Linked DNA regions of Mus musculus: region 1 is linked to region 2. A link is a contact called in public HiChIP or PLAC-seq data. All regions are on one chromosome and are shown on one strand. Each heading gives the region's core, a stretch centred on a gene start, on an enhancer-like site or on the middle of the called end of the contact. The rest is flanking DNA. Distances are from core to core; before and after follow the strand shown.

Region 1 (4,752 bases), core at 28-2,527, 46 kb before region 2:
ACCTGCTTGCAAGCGATGAGCAGACAGGTGACCCCGAGCAGCTGGAAGCAGTCTGCAGCAACAGGGGTCGTGAGGAGAAAACGGTCCAGAGTATTCACGGTCAGACACAGCGACTCGAAAGAGAGGCCGAACTGGCGGTGGACTTGCAGGAGCCAGCTGAGCAGTTTACAGCGCGATTCGGCAGTCACCTGGCCGGGAGCGAGAGGGGGAGTGTGCTGAAGCGCGCGCCCGAACAAAACAATCCAGAGAGGCAGAGAGGCAAAGGGGAAAACGCTAAATGACTGAAAAATAGGAGGCACGTGGGGGGGAGGGGGGGAGGTACGGGCCTGCCTTAAACCAGGCGTTCCGGAACGCCTGGGAACGTTTGGGCTCGCGCCTGGTATTGTGCACAGTGCATTAGGGCACACTACCCAGTCTAACCCTCTCAGCAAGTCAAAGGGACTATAAGGGGTGGGGGGTGGGGGGTAAAGTTTTTGTTTTTTTTTTAAACAGAAGTGCAAGCAAATTTAGGAGTTCTGGATCTGACGTAGAAGCTGTCGAACTGCGTTATAATAAAACTCCTCTACCCACCCCCTATAACTTCCGATATCCACCTCTCCACCCACAACCTTTCTCCATCTAAATAGGTCAGTGGGCCAATCCTTGAAGGTCCCAATTGCTCCTACTGATGGCAGATAATGGGCTGCAATGACTAGGGCTGTGCGAAGGGCAGCCAGCAGCCATGGAGAGAGCGAGCTAGCCTGGGAGAGACAGAAGCGCGACGGCCCCGGGTCTGGCTCTTGCCAGCGCCTCACTTGTGGCTGGCGCGCCAGCGACTCCCGCGGGTGGAAAAGATTCTCCTGCGCCTTTCGGAAGTCGTAGCAGCTCTGGCCGTATTCTCGGAAGGTCTGGAGATCCAGCGCTGTCAAGGGCTGGGCAGGGTTGAGTAGGGAGCTGCAGTCCCGCGCCGCAGACACTGCGGGGCTGTCGGCGCCGTCCGAGCTGGAGCTGGGGGACTCGAAAAGGTCACAGACGCCCGAGTCTCCCGGGAGCGAACACGCGTTCAGCGGCCGCAGCGGCTTCTTTCTCCGGAGGCACGGGCGTCTGCTCTTCTTCACTGGGGCGCGGAGGTTCTGGTGGCTGTCTCGCCTCCCGGCTCCCGCGGCGGGGCTGCCCGGGCTGGCAGGGCAAGGGGTAACCATGTTACAATCGGGTAGCGCTCCTAGCGTCTACGACGCCCGGAGCGTCGGCGCGAGAGCTGCGAGGAAGATCCGGTCCCGCTGGCGGCGCAGCTCTAAGTACCCGGACTGTGCCTTCCCTCCACCACTCCCCCGGCCTCTCACTGGCTGAGCCCCGAGCCGCCCACGGGCCGCGCTTTCCCGGAGGCAGAGCCACACCCCTCGCGTGCGAGCAACGCGTGGCCCCCGCGCTGGTTGCAGGGGGAGGAGGCGTTGCAACTCCCGCCTCTCACCCGCCTTCAGCTGCAGGCTCCGCGCGTCTGTCGTCACCGTGGCAACCGCAGCCCGGGTCCTGGCGCCAGCTGCTTGAGCTCGGTGGAAGAGCGTAAAGATCACTGGCCACCTAGGGGAGCCATGGGCCGTCTGAGCGGTTCAGCCGCCCCCGGAAAAAGGGAAAGGCTGCTCCGGGGAACCTGGTCCTTGGTTAGATTGTCTGGCCTGGTGTGATCATCTTTTATGCCAACCCTCATCCAGGTGGGTCCGCCTCTGAGCTCCGGACCAAGATCAGGCTAGGTTTTCTTCAGTGACCCATAAAAGGACTTGATTTGCGACTATTTTATTTCATTCCGCTGGCCCAGGGAAGGAGAACTTTGGCGCGTCGCTAACGTCTGTTAAGTATGTGGGAGCCCGTCCTGTCAGACAGGTATTTGTGATCCAAAAACGTAGGAAGTTACTTCAAATGACCGTCGCACAAGCCCGCTGCCCTCTGGATACTTTGCCCCGCACTTTTCATCCCGAGCCAAACACGCCAAGGCTGCAGCCGTTTAGGGCCTTAATGTCACAGGTGGCATTTCTGTGGAATTGCTCACAGTGTGTTCTGCTTTGGGTCATTAGCTTTTAACCCTCTACCTTTCTAGGTTATTCTTTGTGCCCAGGGTAGGATGGAGGGAAATCAAAGGAATGCAGAGTTGGGGGAGGGGGAGGCGCGGGGACAAGAGAGAAAGGTAGAATGTGACACCTTCTCCATTCTCAACCCGTGTACTCCAAACTCCGGTCCTGATCTAAAAGAGACGTTAAGGCGCTGTGAGTTCTGCACACGCGGCCGTCCTCACTGATTCCAAAGACAGCTGGAAATTGTTGGAGTCCACGTGCAAATCCTCCCCCTAGAAACTTGCCAGAGAAGCAGGTGAGGGGAAAGGGCTGGATTTCAGCTTCTCGCCTCCGTTTCTATTCTCTGTGATTCTGAAGGCGCTTTAAATTGCAGCACTTGTGTGACGCGGGGTTGCTGAGAATCACCTGAGAGGAGTTTTCTACATGCAAGTGCCTGGCTTTCTGTCTCCTCTCAGGCTGTTGATGGGTAACATTACGGGGAGATCAACCGAATCCACAGCAAGGGGGCCACATAGCAGACCTCTTCCTAGAAGAGTTTTCTGGGTGAGGAGGAAGGATCTAGGAACTCTCTGATTCTGCCTCTTGGTCCAGCGGGAAAGAGCACAAAGCACCTCATCAGTAGGATCCAGAGTGTACCTATTTAATGATCTTGTTCAGCAAGACATTATTCGGTCTCCATTTCGTCGTCTGTAAAAGGATATTACTTGCCTTGCGAGTCAAGTAACATCGATGAGAAATCTTGAAACTCCCCCCCCCCCCGTTAATTTATTTTATTTATTCACTTTACATCCCTATCGCAGCTCCTCCTCCTCTCAGTTACCGCCTCACATCGCCCCTTCCCCCTCCTTCCCTGCATTGAGAAGGGGCCGCCCTCTCCCTCTGAGTACTAACCCATCCTGACACACCAAGCCCCTGCAGGCCTGGGCACAAGCTCTCCCGCTGTGGCCAGACAAGGCAGCCACAAGCAGACAACAGTCAGGGACGGCTCCCACTCCAGTTGTTGGGAGACCCTCTTGAAGAGAAAGTCCTTTTTAAATGCAAAATAGTAGAGTCCTCTTGAACCTGATCCAGGGGGGTCAAGAATGTTGTTCTGCTGGGGGAAACTGAAGACTGATCAGGCCATCTGTGTGTGGTAAGGCTCTCCATGCTGAACAGACTTTTTTCCCCCAAGGCCTGTACTTAGAGTCAATCCCAACAGACACTGCCTGAGTCTCAGCTTGAAGGACCTATTATTCAGCTTTGGCAGAGTGCTTGCTGTGTCGCCTGCTGTGTGGAACCTGCAAGGAGCTGGTGTTCAGGTGGGATAAACAAAGAGCCATGTGCCATTCTTAAAGGACTGAAATGTGAGCCGGGCGTGATGGTGCACGCCTTTAATCCCAGCACTCGGGAGACAGAGACAGAGGCAGGTGGATTTCTGAGTTCAAGGCCAGCCTGGTCTACAGAGTGAGTTCCAGGACAGCCAGGGCTACACAGAGAAACCCTGTCTCAGAAAAGGCCAAAAAAAAAAAAAAAAAAAAAACCAAAACCAAACAAACAAAAAAGGACTGAAATGTGATGGGGGAGGGGACCAAGATATCAATTTAAATTCAAATGTCAGATAAACAACAAATGCATTTCTCATAAGGATGTCACAGAAATTGTATGAGACATATCTACAAGAGAAAAATGTTTATCTGATAATTACCTGAAACACTGTACTATATGGAACAGCAAGCTATCTTTTAAAGATTTTTTAAAAAAAGATTTATTGGGGCTGAGAGATGGCTCAACGGTTAAGAGCACTGACTGCTCTTCCGAAGGTCCTGAGTTCAAATCCCAGCAACCACATGGTGGCTCATAACCATCCATAACGAGATCTGGTGCCCACTTCTGGTGTCTGAAGACAGCTACAGTGTACTTACATATAATAAATAAATAAAATTAAAAAAAAAAAGATTTATTTATTTTATATATATGAGTGCACTGTAGCTGTCTTCAGACACACCAGAAGAGGGCATCAGATCCCATGACAGATGGTTGTGAGCCACCACGTGGTTGCTGGGACTTGAACTCAGCACATCTGGAAGAGCAATCAGTGCTCTTAACCTCTGAGCCATCTTCCAACCCCCAACAGACTATTCTTTTATCTGATATTCAAATTCAACTGAGCCCTGCAACTTCACAGCAGGATCAGCCTCACTGTTCTGGAAAGAGTAATGAAAAATTGATGGTAAAAACCAAGGTAGGGGGGAGGGAGGGAGGCAGAAGAGGAGGGCTGGACAAGAGTATTCTAAGTAAAAACAGGCTGTAGGAGGATCTGGCAGCAGTCCTGGGACATCTGCAGATGTGTATAAGGGCCTGTCTAACGAAGAATGGCCCTTGCAGAGAAGAGGAGGACAGAAGCTGGAAAGTTATAGCTAATAATTACATAAAGGGTATGTGGCAAGTACTTTATTCTCTGTGTATATCTATCTGTGCATAGGGCTATGCTTCAGTCTTACAGCAGCTCCACAGTTCAGCTTCTGGTGTTATAGCCATTCTTAGAGATGAGGCACACAGAGGTAAAAACTGAGGTCATAGGCAGTAAAATACACATCTGAGACTCAAGTTTAGCCTTGCTTCTCCATCCACACTGTACCGCTTTGTGGATGGAGCATGGCCTAAAATGGATGAGCTCTGGGATAAGGCAGGATCCCAAGAGACTTCATCTCAGGATTGTTTCTTG
Region 2 (4,947 bases), core at 954-3,453:
TTTACCTTAAATGGAGGCAAAGACTTGTTCTGTAAAAATGGTAAGAGCAATATGAACTCTCTGTGGAGCGAGTGATCAGCGTGCTCGCCCTTTTAAGAACAGCATTTCTGAAGGGACCGGGTGAAGAAGGACCAAAGGTTCGCTCTTCTCTAGGTGGGGCATCCTCTTCGTGGCCCACAGAACATCCCCCGGCTTTTGTTGTTGTTGCTGTTAGTTTTCAGACAGTGTCTCACATGGCCCGGGTTGACCCGAACCTTGATCTGCAGCCAAGGATGCTTTTGAACTCCTGATCCTCCTTGCCTTCTTCCCACAGCTGGCTGGCCATGAGGACCTTATGCATGGCCATATTTACCGAATGACAATATTTGGTAGGATGCCCTCCACGTAGTTACTGGAAAAAATATGTCAGATGCCATTTCTCTGCTTAACACAGCCATCAATACCCCCTTCAATGGCTCCATGGTATATCTAAAATTAAGTACTCATTTTTTTGGGGAGGGGGGGATGCGGTTCGAGACAAGGTTTCTCTGTATAGCCCTGGCTGTCCTGGAACTCAGAAATCCACCTGCCTTTGCCTTCCAAGTGCTGGGATCAAAGGTGTGTGTCACCATTGCCCAGCTTAAGTACTCATTCTTGGTAAGGGCCCTAAAGGCTTCTGTGGTCCACCCCTACTATCACGTGTCATTCCTCCCTTCATGCTGTGATTACACTGGTCCTCAGGCAAGTCCTTAAATGTTCAAAGTGTGTTTGGCCCAGTAGCTACCAGCCTTGTGGTTAGAAACCAATTACAATTTCAAGTTGTCAGTCATACTAGTCACATCTTAAGTACGCCAATGTTCATATCAGATAACTCAGATACAGTATGTCTCAATTACAGAAAACCTTCGTAATAGTGATGCGATAAACTCATTTTACCCAAAGACTTGTAACTTATTATCTCTCTTCTTTGGAGTTTTTCTCCCCACCAATTTGCCACTAGGCTAACATCTGACCATCTGTCAGGCTATCTGCTTGTCCTCAGAACTAAATACAAGGAAAGTAGCCCCAGCTCAAATTAGAGCTCTCTATTATTATTATTATTATTAAAATTATATCTGTATGTGTGTGTCTGTGTAGGTGTGGATATACACATATGAGCACAGATACCCATAAGAGGGTGTCAGATCCCCTGGAGCCAGAGTGTGCTTGTGACTGCTAAGCCACATCGCCAGCCCTGCTCTGTTGTGAAATGTCATTATTCTCTGAAAGCACAACTCACTGTTTAAAAATCTCTGTGTTCACATTCCATCTTAGATTACACAGAGAAAAGAAGTTGGGTTACTTGTTCACATAACTCATTTTAATGTACAATAATGATCCAATAAGTATTACTGAAGGAATGAATAATGCTAAAATGTCTACCATTTAATATAGGTGTGGCCTGTCATATAATCTGATAAAGCATGCAAAGAATACAACTGGTAAGTGCAGCAATACACAGGAATGTGCGACCCCTTGCATCTCGGGGCCATGGAGGACTGAGGGAGTCAGGAAATAATATTGTTTGAGTTGCGCCTTGGCACTAGGGGTAGCAAGCTAGGCAAAGGAATGGAACTGTCAAATGACAGATGTCATAAGGACTCAAGTGGCTGGAACATCGGAAAACAAAGTGGAAAGATACAAATGAATACGAATGCAAAAGCTCTCAAAAGCGATGAACGGCTTTGGGCTTGTAACTGATGTCACGAAGGTGTTTCACTGGAGAAGCTGGGACACACAGAGCTCCTGCAGAACACTTGCTTCAGTGTGCGAGACCCTGGGTTTGATCTCCAAGATTAAAAACCACAGAAGCAACAAAGAAAGAAGGTTTAAACAGAGAGCTTGCATTTAAATAAACTCTCATTCATATTTTTCAGAAAGTCAATGCCATAGTTTGCACTCTGTCATTAAAAAGCACTCTGATTAAAGATGACTTTGGGAAGAAAGGGTTAACTGGCTCACAGTTCCCAGCTCATAGACCATCACTGCAGGAATATTCTCACCTCCAGGGAAACCCTGGGGTGGGGGGTGGGGTGCTGCTTGCTGGCTCCCCTCGGCCTCATGCTTAGCTAGCTTTCTCACACAGCCATGGACCACCTGCCAGAGAACGGTGCCCTCACAGCCGGCCAGGCCTCCTAAATCAGTTATCAACGAAGGGAACCCCTCACAGACATGCCCAAAGACCAGCCTGATAAAGCCAAGGCTGCTTTGTCAGGGACCAGAAAGAGAGCTCGCTGTGGTTAAGGGCGGGCATGTACTGCTCTTGCAGAGGACCCGAGCTTGGTTCTCAGAACCCACGCGGGGCAGCTCACAGTTGCTTGTACTCCAGATTGAGAGCGCCCAACACCCTCTGGCTTCCTCAGCACCCATGTGCACAAACCTGCCAGCAAACCCACGCACACACACACACACACACACACACACACACACGATTCTAGGCAGCGTCAGGCTGACAGTTAAAATCTAGCTGTCACGTGTGGAGAATGAACCAGAGAGAGACAGGCTTGGCTAACGTCTCTGCAAAGACAAATGGCTCCGAGCGAGCTATCATATTGTTATCACCTAAGAGAAAGCCCCAGGAAAGCGCAGTTCTCCTGCCAGCTGAAGGAGTCTGCAGAGGCGAAGCAGCTCCTGCTCCCCTGACTTTACCTTTCTCTTCCTCGGTAGCAGCTGCAGATTTTTCAAATAAATTCAGGTTTAAAGCACTCTCAGCTTCTGTGGCTGGAGCAGGCTTTTTCTTCTCATTTTGTTGATGTGAAATCTTTATGGCTGGGTTGAATATTGGATGGTCTTCTAAAGTTTCCATTTCTATCAAGAAAAAAAAAATGTTTAGTTTTGTATATTTGCTTTTCATGCTTTGTATTTTGCAAATATAGCTTTCATGTCTTCTCTATCTTTTATAATCAGTTACTTAATAGTTCTTACTTGGAATCTATGTTAGATGCCAAGTGAAATTTAGTCACTTTCATAATGTATAATAATAAAAAGAATTAGCAATTATAGACTAAAAAAATAAACACTTTCAATAGAAAAACGTACACATAAGATCCATTTGCATTTCTTTCTTGAACGGAAATAGCATTTACATTATAAATCTAGGATCAGCAAACTATGACCTACACTGCCAAATCCAGCCTACTGCCTTTTCTGTATTCTCTGTGAGCTAGCACAGTTTATAGCTTACAATTATTCTTAAAAAAAATAATAATAAAGAAAAAAGAAAAGAGGTGCTAGGGAGAAAGCCAGTGGCTAAAGAGATCTGACTTCAGATCCCCAGTGCCCACGTGACTAGTGGCTGCCAACAGTGTTTCTCTGCAACCCTAGAGCCTGGGAGAGGTTCGTGGAGCAGGCGGGTTACAGGAGCTTGTTGCCAGTCAGTCTAGATAAAACAAAGGCCAGCTCTAGACTTTTGAGATCATGTCTCAAAAAATAAGTTCCAGCTGGGCACTGTGGTACCTGGCTTTAATCCCAGCACTTGGGAGACACAGGCGGGCAGGTCTTTGTGAGTTTGAGGCTACCTGGTCTACACAGTTTCAGGACAGCCAAAGCTACATAGAGAGACTCCGTCTCAAAACAAAACAACAAAACCTCACCACTACCTCCGCTAAAAAACACCAAAAACCCAAACACAAAGAAAGACATTGGCACTTGGCTTCCACATATGCACACATGGGCAATGCATTGTCACACACATGAGACCAGACACATGTACAAAATAAAGTTATTCAATGACCTGGAAATTACATGGAATCTATAGGTTAGTGTTTGATTACAACACAATCCTCCAGTTTTTAAAACAGATATGGCTTCTCTATGTTGAAACACTTGAGAGGTTGTAGCAGACTGTAAAGTCCACACCATCAACAGCGTTGGCCATTTGGCTTGCTATATTAAACAGTTAACCAGTCTCAAGTCTAAATGGTTAGAAAAGTACAGGCACAGAATTATGACTCTACAAGCAAACACGCGATAGGTCTTTACCTCTTTGGAACTTTCTTATTTTCTCTTGAGCCTCTTTTTGGCCTTGCTTGTTTTTTTCTAGTTTGAAGGCGGCGGCTTGCTCCTTTGCGTCCAGAAGTCTGGCTGCAAGGTTCAAGTACCTTTGGTTCTTTTCCAAGTAAAATGATGAAAATAAAAAAAAAAAAATTCTAAGAACAGTTTATGTGTGACCACTACATTGTGTCAAAACCTATGACCCTTAGACCTAGCACATCTACTTCTAGAACTTTCCAGAGAGAAATAAAACAAATACAAGACACAGAAAAGGGTGGAGGAAAACTCAGAAAACACAGGCTCTAACTTGACTGAGCAAATGCTGCAGAGCAGAGGGCTCAGCACCACTGACTCTCGTCTCCTGGGCTAATAGAGGGTAGCAGATTGGAAACACAGCAGCATGTGGAAGAGAGGCACGCGAGCGCTGCTGGGAAGGAGTACAGTGGCTATCACCACAGCAGCACACCTCAGCCCCCTCTTCTGGGGCTGCTCCGTGTGTAGACACACACCAGAGTGCAGTAACGACTGGAGGCCGACTGCCTCAAACCTACCCACGCATTCCAGTCATTCCCACTTTCCTCTGTAGGGCGCCATGCAACCATCCCTCCATTCCGCTTTTCTCTTCAGTGCTGTGTAATACATTCATGTCACTGTCATTGTGTAGCCTGCCCCGATCACAGCCCGGCTAACTTTATATGCTGCAGAAGTGGAGCACTGCACACAGTACAGAGTAACAGCCCAATTCAGTCTCCAGCAGCCCCCAGAAAACGCTCCTTGCCATGGCTCTGATTCTGACTAGTCTAAGTACCTAGTGTGTGTGAAGTTATACGGGATTTGATTTCCGTGCCTGGCTTAGCTTCCTAGCGCAGGGTCCTCAAGCTCCATCAGAGTTAGCTGGGTTGCAGGGACTGCCTCCCTTCTGTCTTCACACACACT

What was found. HiChIP or PLAC-seq counts read pairs in DNA pulled down with a chosen protein or histone mark.
Region 1: a contact with region 2 is called in an H3K4me3 HiChIP or PLAC-seq map of the SCID.adh cell line, with 18 read pairs. The contact joins the promoter of Ccno here to the enhancer-like site in region 2. A contact is called at or near these places in 25 of 39 promoter capture datasets (the 3T3-L1 cell line, 3T3-L1-derived adipocytes, the HPC-7 cell line and 16 more), 2 of 15 datasets of contacts at CTCF or cohesin (CD8 T cells and stem cell-derived epiblast-like cells), 25 of 484 Hi-C or Micro-C datasets (CD4 T cells, CD8 T cells, ECoMG-derived neutrophils and 18 more), 13 of 115 datasets of contacts at active chromatin or transcription factors (CD8 T cells, the SCID.adh cell line, craniofacial prominence and 5 more) and 4 of 9 other capture datasets (adipose tissue, embryonic stem cells, liver and 1 more).

The regions. Positions count from the first base shown.
Region 1 is chr13:112,984,327-112,989,078 of GRCm38.p6, reverse strand. It overlaps Ccno (cyclin O), which reads right to left and starts at 1,277. Exons shown (of 3, transcript NM_001081062.1): 1 at 795-1,277; 2 at 3-188. The coding sequence starts at 1,181.
Region 2 is chr13:112,939,552-112,944,498 of GRCm38.p6, reverse strand. It overlaps Dhx29 (DEAH (Asp-Glu-Ala-His) box polypeptide 29), which reads right to left. Exons shown (of 27, transcript NM_172594.3): 7 at 4,000-4,126; 8 at 2,668-2,826; 9 at 1-5. Among named protein-coding and RNA genes, the nearest start is that of Dhx29, 14 kb to the right of the region's middle. Within about 2 kb of position 2,203, at least 22 of the 459 cell types and tissues checked have an H3K27ac peak or open chromatin away from gene starts, as enhancers often do. A contact at or near this core is called in the SCID.adh cell line, cerebral cortex, differentiating embryonic stem cells and 3 more, where this site is marked.